Regions from separate parts of the Mus musculus genome. Here region 2 is linked to region 1. The links are chromatin contacts, called in public Hi-C maps. All regions are on one chromosome and are shown on one strand. Each heading gives the region's core, a stretch centred on a gene start, on an enhancer-like site or on the middle of the called end of the contact. The rest is flanking DNA. Distances are from core to core; before and after follow the strand shown.

The links. Hi-C and Micro-C count contacts between places; a contact is called where the count stands out from the background.
Region 2: a Hi-C map of uterus shows a contact between it and region 1, with 2.3 times the contacts expected there. The contact joins two enhancer-like sites. A contact is called at or near these places in 1 of 15 datasets of contacts at CTCF or cohesin (the NIH/3T3 cell line) and 7 of 484 Hi-C or Micro-C datasets (CD8 T cells, adipose-derived mesenchymal stem cells, cortical neurons and 4 more).

Annotation. Positions count from the first base shown.
Region 1 is chr16:92,843,083-92,849,978 of GRCm38.p6, reverse strand. No RefSeq gene overlaps it. Among named protein-coding and RNA genes, the nearest start is that of Runx1, 20 kb to the right of the region's middle. Within about 2 kb of position 4,263, at least 46 of the 459 cell types and tissues checked have an H3K27ac peak or open chromatin away from gene starts, as enhancers often do. A contact at or near this core is called in uterus, where this site is marked.
Region 2 is chr16:93,105,438-93,113,243 of GRCm38.p6, reverse strand. No RefSeq gene overlaps it. Among named protein-coding and RNA genes, the nearest start is that of Gm30474, 23 kb to the left of the region's middle. Within about 2 kb of position 6,248, at least 38 of the 459 cell types and tissues checked have an H3K27ac peak or open chromatin away from gene starts, as enhancers often do. A contact at or near this core is called in uterus, where this site is marked.

The DNA of each region.
Region 1 (6,896 bases), core at 3,014-5,513:
TAGGGATCAAACTAGCCTGTGTCCATGTCTGTAAGAGAGGGTCTTGACTGATGGTTGATGTGGAAGAGCCCAGTCCCCTGTGCCCACTGTGGGCGGTACCATGTTAGCCAGGTGGATGGATCTGTGCTGTACAAGAAACTTGTCACAAGACAGGAAGTAAGCTGGTATGCAGCCTTCCTCTGTGGTTCCTGCCTTGGCTCCTGCCTTTACTTCCATCAGCAATGGGCTGTGATTTGCAGATAGAAGCCAAAAATTCCTTTCCTTCACTAGTTGCGTTTGACCAGAACATTTTATCTCATCAGCAGAAAGCAAAGTAAAACAGCATTTGCCGTTAACTGTTGCCATGTTGTGGGTAATGAGTTTTTTCTTCCTCATTACTTTTAGTTTTCTATATAGTGTACTTAAAAGCAGAAAACTAATTAGCACGGCCTTTGAATGAACAAGTCACTCAGACTGCAGGAAATGGGTGTGTGTGTCCTTACTCGGATCAAGGGAGGAAAGAAAGCACTCAGATCTGAGTTCTGAACACGGATGTTCAGAACTTGGTGTTGGGTTAAAAGGGGATTTAGTAAAAGGAGCCAAAGTCCACGTGCTCTAAGAACGTCTTATGTTGCATGCCTGCGAGGGATGCATGTGAGAGTATGGTTGCTGGTATAGTCCGCTCCAGCTTCTCCAGCATGTACCCTGAGAGCCTGCCCAAGCTCCCGTGCTCACCCTTGGTTTAAGGCCGTTCAGCCGCCATTTTGACATTCTTCGTGAGTTTTGAACAAGGGACCCATTTTTTTACTTTATATAGGATGACGTGGTTTGACTGAATCCCTCAAGATCAGGTGTTGGGAAGTTAATCTCCAACAGTGCTGGGGAGGAGGACTTAGTAAGAGGACTTCAGTGGCCTTCATGAGCGGGCCTGACCTCCATGTGTGAGTGTGACCTCCATGCGTGGGCGTGGCCTCCGTGTGGGCGTGGCCTCCGTGTGTGGGCATGGCCTACATATGTGGGTTGGCCTCATTACCTCATGGGCTTTGTCTTCGGGAAATGGCCAATGTTGTTGACTAGGGTATACTTATTTCGATAGTGCACTGGCATAAAAGCATATTTGGCCTTTTCTACATCTATTTCTCTTGCCCTTCTGCCTCCCATTATTTCCATCCTTCATTAGCCCCAAGCCCTTCACCTGCATGTACCATTCTCTTGGACTTCCCAGCCTCCAGAACTCTGAGTCAAACGGGCACCTGTTGTTTATAAACTACCCAGTATGTTGCCCTTCACTGTAGCGGTAAAAATGTCTAGGACGTTCACAAATTGTAAAGGCTCAGCTAAGTATAGCTGGGTGGAGAAGTGTGTGAGGTCTTGGGCCTACATAAAGACCTGGAATGTTCTGTAGTAGGAATGAGAGGTACTGAGATGCTTGGGAGAGCAGGAAGTGTGTGGGAGTGAAGCCAAACACTGAAGAAGTGATGAGCAGAAACAAGGGCCATGGAGCCTGCTGCACACTGACCAAGAAGGAATAAGAGCATCTCACTATTAAGAAATGTGTAGCATGCTGGCCAGAAATGATAGTTAATAACGTAGATGAAGCTAAACTCTGAGTAAGGGTCTTCCTCGACGTTCATATACAATATCTGAGAACGTGCTCCCACTTTAGATAAAAATTGAATGAAACTAGCTGAAATGCCTATAAAAACAGAAAGAAAGAAAAAAACTAAGTTCCTTTTAAACAAGTCAGTTTGGCTGTAATGGTGGAAATACATTCCTTAGGAAGACACCAACATCATACCATTCAGTGGATCTCTCTGCCACAGAAGTCAGTGAAATGATCTATTTATCCAGAGTTAAATGTATCATAGGGATTTGTGTAAGACTTGGCTGGATGCCCCTCTCGGCTCATCGGGCTTTTTTCTGGAGGCTGACATAATAGGGTTTTTGAAGGAAGATGAGTGATCACAATTGGCTGTACTCACTCTATCTCAGTCAGTATGATTGGCTGATCTGAAGTTATAGCTGCATACTGCCTCCTCAGACTCTGTGGTGATGTCATCTTATCTCCCTGGGAGGAACTTGGGTCTCTGCCTGTTACTGAATTAATTAGTTCCCCTCTTAGTAAAGTACCAGGTTTCACACCAACTAATTGAAAAGCTAAACGTTCAAAGTCAAGGTCACCATCTTGAAAATTACTCAATCTATCTTTTTGGGTCAAAGCATATTTCTCTCATATTCCTTTATAATTACTACTAATATATATTTAAATCACATTAGCTAGTTTTTAATTATGAAAAACTGATATAGGACATGGATTTTTTTTTCCAGCCATTTGTGTGCTGATTAGCCTTTGCCAACTTGACACAAGCGAAGGCCATCTGGGAAGAGGGAACTTCAGCTGGAAAAAAAATGCCTCCATCAGATTGGCTGGGCTTGTAGGCAAGTTCCTGGACTACTTCCTTGATTATTAAGTGGTGCGGGAAGGCCCATCCCAGGGGACCAATCCCAGAAAGGGTGGTTCCACCCCTGGGCACGTGGTCCTGGATTGTATAAGAAAGTGGGCAGACCAAGCCAATAAGCCCCTTTCCTCCACGGCTTCTGTTTCCGCGGTGCCTGCTTCTAGGTTCCTGCCTTGAATTCCCGGCCTGCTTTGCTTTGATAGTTGACAGTGGTGTAGAAGTCTAAGCCAATTAACCCTTTCCTCCCCAAGCTGCTTTAGGTTAAGGTGTTTCATCCTAGCATCGAGAAAAAACGGATATAGTTTGTCTTTCTAAAGCTGTGCTGGCACCCCAGAAGCAATTTTAAATAGCTTAAGCCCTTATATCACTTTCAACCTTAGTTACTTTTAGAAACTGGACAACTTCCGACTTTATAGGCAAAAGTGGCAACTTAAGAAATGGGAAACCTCATTGGCTAATCAAGGGCCAGAGACGCCCCATGGTACCTCCCGAGAAGACGCTCTTGTTTGTGTCAGACACATCTTAAGGTGACTATTTTTATTCCAATCGCATCCTTACAAGTGTGTGATGTGTGCTCCAGCAGCGTGCAGGGCAAATCAGATTGAGCTCATCAACTCTACTGTCCGAGCTTAAGAGACCACAGGGAGGGACCGCTCAGCCTGGAACCAGGAAACGCGAATTTATCTAGGGTGCTGGGAGACAGTTAAAATTTTCTTAGAACTAAGAAAACAGATGGCCTCAAAGGTCACCCTCCAAAAATGAAATCGTTTATTAATTTATTGATAAAAAGGATTTACTTCACTTGGTTTTTCCATGCTCCCTTACTGCCTGCTCCGTTCCACAAGGTCAAAATGGTGGAAGCACATGCTCACAATTTTGTCGCCTTTTAACAGCAAGCAGTCTGGCTCTAGACCCTTTCTACTCCTTAAGAAGTCTGGAAAATGAAAAGGACTATTTACTCAGTTAACTTAAGCTCTCAGGAAAATAAGCCAGATGAGTGTCGAATGTATCCCTCACCATGCTAGTAGCCTATTTCTACCGTAACAAACCACAGAGAAATCCCTCCATTCTCTTAAACAGTTTCTTGGACATATCCACAAGGTGAAGGTTTTTTTCCTGCCCTGACAGTCAACTTAATTCCCTTAAAGGTGATGAGTGATGGCCAGGGACATTCTGTTTTTCTTTCTTGCACTGAGGTTTTAATTCTGGCCCGTCAACAGGTCCATGTTGGAACCAAAAGGCAAAGGCAAGGACCAGAAGCGAACAACATTATCCTGTGGTTTAGGCTGGATAAACTCACTAAAACAGTGGCCTCCTCGACTGAAGGCTGAACTTGTAAAGCACCGATCTAAGTCCTGTAGCTGTCCAAAAGAGAAAAAGAAAAGAAGAGGGGGAAGAAAGAAACATCAAAAGCAGAGGAGCGAGCGTCTGCTTTCTGTATGTCTCTCCCCAGCAGGGCCACCCTGCATCCCTACCTAATCCCCATTGCTAGTCTCTATGCAATCACGAAACGCTCAGAATAGAAATAGTTTTGTCTGTATGTAGTGGAAAACGCCAGTTTAAACAGGATGTTGGAGATCAGGGCGCCTGACCCAGAACACGGGCCAGGGCAGACATGAAAGCCCGCTTCGTTTCATTCACAAAGGTTTTCTGGGACGAAGTCCCCTCTCAGCCTAAACAGAGTCACGCACAGGCTGGCCCCGCTGCTCCCACGCTGCTTCCAGAAGGCAGGCGAGCTCTTTGAAAGCTCTTCCTAGCTGCAGCTTTGGTGGACTGCAGCCATGAACAGGGCTGGGAGCAATTACCCCTCCCAAGAGCTGGTTCCTCTGTGAAGGACCCTCTCTGCCAGGCAGCTCCTACCCAGAGAGCAAGAGGGAAGCGGCCGGGGCTGTCCCAGGCTGCCTTGTTTTCGCTCCCTTCCCTGGGACAGTTTCAACTGATTTTGATTACCCTGGCGCCAAATAAATGAAAACATTTCATAGATATATAATCATCCATCACTGTGAAGAAAGGGAAAATGTTTCATGTTCAGTGTGTTTATAAATATACTTAATGAAAACAGGATAGCACTGTCTTTTCCACCACCGCGTAGCTGCTGCTGCTGGCCAGATCTGCACCAGATTGCCCTGCGCGGTCATTCCCAGATCCCTAACTAAAGCAGCCATCAGCCATTTTGCTCTGACAACTGAGAGCCCAAGCAAGTCCACGGGAAGGAGCCTCCATCCAAGGCCACCTTCTATACACGGGACAGGGAAGGGATGAACTAGCTGAGTCCAACCTGTCTCCACTGGACTTAAGGACTGTGTGCGCTTGCGCCTGGGACTGGGTGTAAACAAAGGCCTCGGGGAACTTCATGCAGCACATGAGTTCTGGCAATACCAAGAGGAAGGTCCCAAATCCATGCTGTAGGTTTAGAAATGACATTTTTGTACATTCTGCATGTAATGACATTTATGGTGATTTTGAGCTTTGGGGGTGTACACGGGCATGGCATATCTTTTAGAAAAGAAAAGTGGAGCAGGAGAGGGAAGAGGCTGGAGAGATAGCCTAGTGGTTAAGAGCCATTGCTGCTCTTCCAGGGGTCTTAAGTTCATTTCCTGGCACCCACATGGTTGCTCACAACTTCCTATAAGTTCAGCTCCAGGGACCTGACAGGCACTTCTGGCCTCCATGAGCAAGCGCATGTGCGTGTGTGTTGTCTTTTTTCTTAGAGAAAATGAAATCCAAAGCAATTTTTTCCCTGACATCTCTCTTATACCGCAACAACTTTAATTTTGGATCCCACATGTTTGCTGGTATAATAAGTATCCACAGATCTGGTCCGAAGCATTAACTGCTAACCAAGGGCTCCACATGTACAGGCAGACAGTGAGTGCTTTCTCCAACACAAAGTCGTCGTCCGCGTTGAGTCTTTCCCCTGAAGGTCATACAATCTGGATCAGACCCTAGGGTGGGCAAACGGCGCTTTGCAAGTCATTTATGTGAAATGTACCACGATTGCTTTTAATATTGCATTATTTACTGTGTGAATATGCACCTACCCACCTGACACTGTGTGCCTGTGGACAACTTGTGGGGATCCATTCTTTCCTTCTAAAATGTGGGACCCAGAGATCAAAGTCAGATATCTGAGCACGACGGCAGGAACCCTTTCCTGGCTGAACCTTCTCATGAGCAGTCCCATTGTCTTCTGCACCATAGGGAACTCTGGAGTGGCAGGAACGCATTAGCTCAAGGAGTCATAGTGATGCCCTTACTGATGTCTACAGAGGTTATTTCTCATCTCCAGGAGGACATGGAGTAAAAGCAACCACAGAGAGCGAAGGCCACGGGTTAGAGATGTGGTTCAATTAATGGAATGCTTGCTTAGTGTACTGGAAGTCCAGGTTTGATCCCCAGGGCTGCATAAAGCAGGTGTTATACTTCACATCTGCCATCCCAGAAACTCCACTTCTGAGGCAGAGGCAGGAGAATTAGAAGTTCATGGTCACCCTTAGCTATCTAGGAAGTTCAAGGCAAGTTTGGAAGACATGAAACCCCCTCTCAAAAGCAACAACAACAAAAACCCACAAACAACAGAGAACACTCTGTAACATTATGCCATCACACACACACACAAACACACATACACACATCTGAATAAAGAGAACTGGGTTTCTTTTGAAGAGTTGGTCTCACAGGTAGAAACAAATTCAGACATCAGTTTTTGGTATGCAGTCTCCTTGGCTATAGGAACCAGAGCCAAGTATTTCTTCTTCCCGAGGGTGGGAGGGATACCCCCATGTCTAAAATCCATGTTTCCCATCTTCATGAGGACTCCACTCCTATGAACAGCTTTTGCTGAGTCTTGGGCTGTGCCAGACTTACTCGTGGGGAGGTGTAAGAAAACTATAGCTTCGGTGGATTTACACATTCTCGGTAGAGATCATTGGTGTCTGTCCATTTGGGGAAAGTGGGGGCAGACTTCCTGACGCCTAATTAGATGTCACCAGTGAGAGTTCCCATATACACTGAGACTTATAACTTCTGATGCCATCAATGGACAGTGCTCCAGTGGAGTCCCATGATGATGTGAGGAAGGGAGAAACTGACCAAGGACATGAGGACATTAGTTTTATGGTCAAGGAAATATGTCTTAGTCAGTGTTCTATCGCTGAGTTGAGACATCATGACTACAGCAACTCGTATAAAAAGAAAGAATTTAATTGGGGCTGGCTTACAATTTCAGAGCTTCAGTCCATTACCATCATGGTGGGGAGCATGGCGGCATGCAGGCAGGTGCTGGAGCAGAAGCTGAGAGAGCTAGACCCTGATCTGTAGGCAGAGAGAGAGAGAGAGAGAGAGAGAGAGAGAGAGAGAGAGAGAGACACTCTGGAGTCGGCATGGGTTTTTGAACCCTCTAAGCCTGCCCCCAGTGACGCACTTCCTCCAACCAGACCACACCTCCTAATACTTTCA
Region 2 (7,806 bases), core at 4,999-7,498, 260 kb before region 1:
CTCTGCTTCAAAACAGGAACATGTGTATATGCCTATGAAGATGTGTATATTATACCCATGAACGAGTGTATGTGCCTATGAGGATGTGTATATTATACCCATGAACATGTGTATATGCCTATGAAGGTGTGAATATACTACCGGTGAACACGTGTCTGTGCCTGGTCTAGACCCTCCTGGCTCTCAGAAGAAATCACAGCCATGTCAGAGCTGAGAACAAGGCTAGCATTCACACACAGTGGAGCATTGTCTCATGATGTGTTTGTCAGGCCCGACTGGATTTCTGAGAAAGCAGAGACCACCATGCTCTGAGAAGGGCTAAGGCGAGGTCGCAGTGCCTTGGGTGTTTGAACTTGGCGTTCTGTTGCTTGAGAAAGCTGGACACAATGCCTGAAAGAAGTTCAGATATTTTTGTTTGCCTTTTCCCTTAGTCTCATGACGAGTGCTAAGGTATTTCTCTTGAACAAGGCTTCTGGTTTTTTTAATTAGCTGATTTTTATATGTATAGGTGCTTAGTCTGCATGTGTGTGTGCATGGTGTGTATGCCAGGGGCTCATAGAGGCCAGAAGAGCCCATTGGATCAGCTGGAATTGGAGCTGCAGATGGTTGTCAGCTGCCATTTGAGTGCTGGGAAGTGAATGCAATCTAACTGGATGCCCTTGAAGGGCAGCAGGAGCTGTAAGTGCTGAGCCATCTCCAGGGCCCAGGTTCTTGTGTTTCATGGGCAATTCACAAATCCTCAGGGGGACATTGCATGACAGAGATTTGCAAACCAAAGCCTTAGCTATGACTTACTTCCTAAGTTACACGTAAGTGTTTAGAGCCCACCTTTGGAAACATGTACAGTCCCGATTTAGGGTTGGGAGCAGGACTTTGACAGCAGTGTCTACAGCAAAGTCCATATTGTCTGCTCCAGGAAGTCCTTGGAAGTAAATCACTCTGCCTTCATCTCTTAGTACCCTGCCTTGTGCCCAGTTCAGCAACCACGACGCCAGGCCATGGGCCAGCTCCCCTCCCCATGTATCGAGAACATGAGTGGGTAAATGTAGCCATGGAGTAGCCATGGAGTGTGACTACAGTGGATTTTCCTCATCTCACCACACAAGCTTTGTGTTGAGGAAGGAAGAGCGAGGTTTAAATGTTGATGAAACCACACATGGCTCCAAGAGATGGTCATTAAGGTGCAAACTCTTCTATTCTGTGCAGTTGTCATTGTAGAGCAACAGGCCACCATTGTCCACAGCTGAGTCCTGCTGCGGCCGAGGGACAACTGGTAGCCACAATGCAGAGTGTATTTTGAAAATACCCCAGAAAGAGATAGTAGGTCGAGATTGATATCTGAGAAGACCTAACAGCTCAGAAGAGAGCAACCATCTTTTTACCACAAAATCTGTTCTGGATCATCCTCTGGGGTCTCCAAGAAGCCTTTCAGAATCAAGTTGACTTTCTTGATTTTTTTTCCTCCCTTCCTCCCTTCCTCCCTTCCTCCCTTCCTCCCTTCCTCCCTTCCTCCCTTCCTCCCTTCCTCCCTTCCTCCCTTCCTCCCTTCCTCCCTTCCTCCCTTCCTCCCTTCCTCCCTTCCTCCCTCCCTTCCTCCCTTCCTCCCTCCCTCCCTTCCTCCCTCCCTCCCTTCCTCCCTCCCTCTCCCTTCCTTCCTCCCTCCCTTCCTCCCTCCCTCTCCCTTCCTTCCTCCCTCCCTCCCTCCCTCCCTCCCTCCCTTCCTTCCTTCTTTCCTTCCTTCTCTTTCTCTTATGTTTGTGTTTCTAAGCAAGAATCTTCCTATATAGGCCACATTGGCCTGAAACTCAGAGCAATCCTCCTGCTGCAGCCTCCCAAGTGCTGAGATTACAGGCACGCTCACCACAATGGTTCTGACGTGGCCTTTCTAAACATCAAAGCCCATAGACTCTTCAGTCTGGATTATTCTTTGCTGTAGGGCTGTCCTGTGCATGGTAGTCCTGAAGGCTTGAGTTGGCCTCTACTGAGAAACACTGTTTTAAACCAAAACAAGGCAAAGAAAAATTGGGCAAGCGCCTGGGAAGCTGGCTTCAGGTGTGGAGCCCTGTCAGCTGCCTGTTGTCCTTTCCCACAGCTGTGTGGAGGGTATTACACACTTGCTTCACAGCCCTCGAAGGCAAGGGGGGCAGTACAAAGACAGAGGCTGCACTACACAGGTGCTCCAGCCAGTGTTGGCTGGATGACTAATGAATGAATGAATGAATGGGTGGATTATGTAACCTATGGTTGAGAGAACTCTGAGGAGGAGGGGCCTCCTTTCCTGGGTTCCCTTGTAGCCCTAGCCCACCCAGAGCTGCGTATGTGCTTCTGCAGCATGGAGAAAAGGAGCAGGCCATGCGCTAGCTCCTAAGTCCTAGATCTGCATTGCACAACTGACTCACGGAGCCCTAAAGACCCCAGAAGCACGTGTGAGTGATCAGCTATTGGCTCGTCTTTCCCTTGATTCTCAAAATTCCAGGTTGTCAGATTACATTCACACAAAGATCCTGCTGAACCAGAAAGATGTCACACCTGGTCTACCCCACCCCTTCCTCTGGTGAACTGGAGAGATGCCATGCAGGCCTGCCCTTTGTTCCCTGTGACTGGTGACACCAAAGTCTCCTGATTCTAAGAAGGACCCATCGTATCCCTTCCGTTTAAAGTGTCCTGTATGTATTCCAGCTTCTGCAGAGGCCTCCTGTGGATGCAAAGCACACATCAACTTGGCAAAGCCTCATCTTGACACGAAAGAAACAAAACCCTGCCAAAAACCAAGGGGCAGCAACAGCAAAGAGACACTCAGGACTTGTTTGTATGTTTAATTTACAATTTCAATGCTATGACAAAAATAAAGTAGGAAAGATGTGGCTTTGCTCATGCTTTCAGAGATTTCAGACTGTGGTCCTTGGCCCAGTGCGCTCTGGGTCTGTGCAGAAGGAGGAACTTCATAGAGGTGGGAGCTAATGATAGGGACATAGCCATGTCATAGCCGATAAAGGAGAGACAGTTATAGATAGATAAACACACACACACACACATATGCACACACAGGTAGACACAGATACATAGGCACACACACACACAGACACAGGGTCACAGACAGAGATAGAGATGGACACAGACAGATAAAGACTCACACAGCGTCAGACAGAGGCACACACACACACACAGAGATAGAGACAGAGATAGACAGAGACAGAGACACAGACAGACAGACATAGACATAGACAGACAGACAGACAGGCAGGCAGACAGAGACATGTTTTCTGTGACATACTTCCTCCAGCTACCCCTCCCCAACATCTAAAGTTTCCAGAACCTCCTAAAATAGCACCAGCAGTTGAGAATCGCGTCTTCAATACGTGAGCCAACCATACAGCGTTGCATGTCTCCTGCTAAAAATAACAAAAGTACGAGTCACCGAGAGGGAGGTAGAGTTGACTCACACTGATTGAGCCACTGGCGTTCATGGCAGTATTGACATTGCTTGTTGGACAGCGGGGAACTGTTAAGAGCCTGTTTTCACTTTCCCAAATTTCCATAAAACGTTTACAAAACACACTTGCTTTTAGTATGATTGTATGGGGAAAGCCATTGGCTCTCCACGCCCTTGGTGTGTGAGGTACGTGTCATAACAAAACAAGAGAGAGGGTGGGTAGGTGGGTAGCCCAGTAGCTACCTCTACAGTGCGTGGCTAGCATGTACAGGACGTTGGTTCAAACCTCAGCAGCAGAGCGGTGGCACATACTGCAATCCCAACAGCCTACCCATAGGTAAAGGCTGGGGGCCCAAGAGCTCGAGATCAGCCTTGGGTATATACAGTAAGCCTGAGGTCGGCTTGGGCTACACTAGACACTGCACGAATCTTCTTAAAAATGTTTACATGGAGTAAACTTGCAGGTAGAACTATTGATGTTCCTCACAAGTTTTTCAAACTTTTTGAATAGTTCCCCCCCCCTTTTTTTAAAGATTGACTTTATTTTGATATTTTATAGAATCTGTTCTGGCAAGAGCCTAGTCACTATTTTAATGGTTGAGAGTGACATGTTAAATAATTAAGCCCTATCTCTTTATGTAGCTAAGACCGCAGAATAGCATCTGTGACATCCTAAGGAAAGCACCAAGCATTGTAATGCCTCAGAACTGGAGAAGTTGGGGCTTGGCCACAACCCCAAAAGATCCAATTTCTGCTTTCAAATATCCTCCATCCTACTGAAGGTCCCTGAGATTAGTGAGCGGCACAAGCACCATGAACTTGAGAATCGACTCTCTGAGAACGTAGCATGTTCTGCGGTGCCCTGTGATGTCAGGGATGCCCCCTCGGATGCTTTCACTTCAATTCACCTCCTCGCTTGTCAACAAGAAGGTTGTGGTCACTTCTCAGGTACATCCACCTCGTTTTGTGAGATAGAATCTCACCCTAACTGGTCATCAAACCCCAGGGACCCAACTGTCACCGCCTCCCCAGAGCTGGCATTACAAGCATGCACCACCACACACACCTTTTTAAGCGTGGGTCCTTGAACTTGGGTCCTCACGCTGTCAAGGCGGACACTTGACTTCCTGCACTGTCTCCCAGGCTTGGTGCCAGTCCTCATTGAGGAATAAGCCAGACATCCAGCAGTTGTATTTGATCTAAAGCTACCCCATCTTGTCCCTGTCACCTAGGTGTGCACAACACGAGCTTTCTGTACTCTTTATCCTAGAAGACAGAAGCCATCTCTGCACACCAAGGACCATAAGACAATATGGATTTCATGACTCCCTCAAACGTTCGTTAAGGCTGGCCTGTCAGGGTTGGGAGTACACATATAACTTAATATACATCTTTTTAGGTCCATAACAAAAAGTGTTGTATGCTTGCAACCAGAACAGCGCCATATCCTAATTATTATTTATTATTGTCATCAAAGCCACAGCTACTGGTCTTGATAGTGAGAGCTAACATGAAATAGATATTGACAAACTATTCACCGATTTAATCATCTCTCCAGCCACTTGTGTTTGCAAATGAATCTCCTGTCAACATCAAATCCTCATCAGCATTCCACACTCAGTGTGTGAGGATCATGTAAAATTGATGAGCTCAGATTTCTATTAAATGCACTACCTATTTCTGGGGTTACTTATATGGGCTTTCTGGAAGCTTGGAATCCTGGTGTCTTATAAACAAGACAGGCTCTGGCCTTTTACTTTAAAAGGGTCTTTAGAAAGCTTTTAGGACTATGCTGAGATGGAGTGCTCGTTAGAAAGATTGGAAAGAATGGAAAATTCCATGTGTGTGAGATTCCTGGGTAATATGTACAAATTAAGACTGTAAAGAAATTGATGGGAGCAATGTACATTTAATTTCAATATTTTGTGTGAATGTGTGTGTATGCACCATGTGTGTACATTGTCTGGGGAGACCAGAAGAGGGGGCTCAGCTCCCCTGAAATGAAAACGAAGTTCTAGATGGTGGGTGCTGGGAATTGAACTGGAGTTCTCTGGAAGAACTGCTAATGCTTTAAACCATTGAGTCATGTCTCCAGTCCTTTATATTTACTTTTAATTTATGTGTCTGTGTGTGCTGCATGTGTGTGCAGGTGCCCTTGTGGCCAGAAGAGGGCGTCAGATGCCAGTGGAGTTATGGGCAGTTATAAACCGACCAATGCAAGTATTGGGAGGCGACTCACATCCTTTGAAAGAACAACAGTTGCTCTAAAGCTCCGAGTCATCCCTCCAGTCCTAACAGGACATTGTTACTCATGTATTTATTTGCCTAGAAGTTCTATGTTGGCCTTAACCATAACGGGACCTAACTCTTGGCACCAAACACTATGCGAATGTTGAGGTATTATTTCCAAGCCCTGGGAACAGCTGCTGTTTATTGTGTTACAGTCGCCACCTCCTGAAGAATGTGATTCTGTTTCAAAGATATCCAAGCACTGACCAGGCAGCCTCAACCCAGATGAGCTGTGGCAACCAACGTGGCACGCTGTTATCCTGCTGTTATGAGGTGCACTCCATCAAGTGGTTCCAGATCCTTCTCCCCTGTGCCTGCAAGGGGAGGCTCTGTTGACTTTGGGGGGGCTGTAAATCCGAGTGGCACTTTTATGATTGAGGGGTAGACAGTGGTAGAGGATTTGTGTGACGCTCTATGAAAATTAGCAAATGCTGCAAACTCTGAGTCAGGAAGATTCATGGGAGGCAAGCCTGGGTTGCAAAAGGCATGGAGGCTTCCTGGAATCCGTGAGCTTCTGAGGATTACAAGAACGATCCCGAGGAGCTTGCCAAGGCCGCTCCTGTGGGATTAAGTGCACGGCCAGCTCTCAGACTATTCCTTGTATTGCATGGCTTGGGAATGCAGGGGCAGGGAGACCGCTAAATACCCTTGGCACTTTGAACTCTTTCAGCTTAGCACCCCTTGACATCATCAAAAATTTTTTTCTTTCTGTTTAGGGGAAGAAAGAGAGAGAGAGAGAGAGAGAGAGAGAGAGAGAGAGAGAGAGAGAGAGAGAGAGAGAGAGAGAAAGGAAGGCAGACCTAATTTGAGAAGCCCCATCCTCACCACAACCCTCTTTAGAACAAATGAACATTTTTCTCATGAGAAAGGTGGTTGACCTTCAATGAAGGACCTTTTGCTCCTGAAAAAAATTAGGAAATAATGTAATAGCTTATGTGTAGGTTGAGGCACTGATCTTATCCACACATTTTTTTTTTTACTGTTCTCAAAGGCTAGAGAAAATGGGATATCTGAATTTTTTAAGATTTGAAATATATAATTCGACCTAAAATAATCTCACTTTTAAGGACTTGGTCTGAGGAAATAAATAATTATAACTGACAAGAGTGAAAGTCATTTCAGAACTGCTCATAAGATCAAAAATGGTCTACTTTTATGTCAAAATGTTATAGATGACGTAAACAGTGTCATCTATAATGTGTTTCTAGAAGTACTCTGAGCTAGAGAGCTGGCTCTGTAGCTAAGAGCCCTTGCTGCTCTTACTGAGGACCCAGGTTTGGTTCTCAGCACCTATTTTAGGTGGTGCACAGCCACCTGTAACTCCAGTTCCAGCGATCAAACAGCATCTTCTGGTGTTCCTGAGTACTGCAAACATATGTGTGCACATGGGATTTGTTCACACAGACACGGGTGCACACATGTGCATGCACACGTGTAAATAAAAACAATGGAAATAACCACTTCAAAAATGCATAGCAGGCTAATGCCTTTCTCAGAAGATTTTCCATTATGGCGGAGAACTTGGAGAGATGGACAGACAGACTGATTTCTAGCAGAGGTTGTTCATGGTGCCATAGAGTCATCTCTCAGAGAAGATTTGTTCTGATGATGCTGGCTACAGAGGGAGACCTCAGGTTAGCTTCTCACATGAAGACAGTGCAACTTCCAGAGGCAATGTTCATTCTTCCAAGGGACCCAGCAAGTCTCAAGTTTTGATTCTTGCAAAACTTCCCTAAGAGTGTACAGAACTCCCCCCTTCGGAAATTTATAAAGTCATATCCCTGTGGGGCTGCATCACCTTGGTCAAGGAGGACAAGACACTCTTGCCAGCTCTCCATGAGTGGTGAGTCTGTGGCCACATGAGTGCTCTCAGGCAAGGATTTTCTGAAAGAGCTGTAGGGGCTGCTGTAACAATAATAACACAGAATTCACTGTGTGTGAAGTGTTGGGATGCAGGTGGGGGAAGCTCCAAGAAGGGAGTCAGTGAACCAGTGTGAGTGTGGTCAGGCCAGATCACCCCACCACAAACCTTGTAAGTTTGGAGGAACACACAGGGAATGATGGGACTACCCACAAAGGTAGAG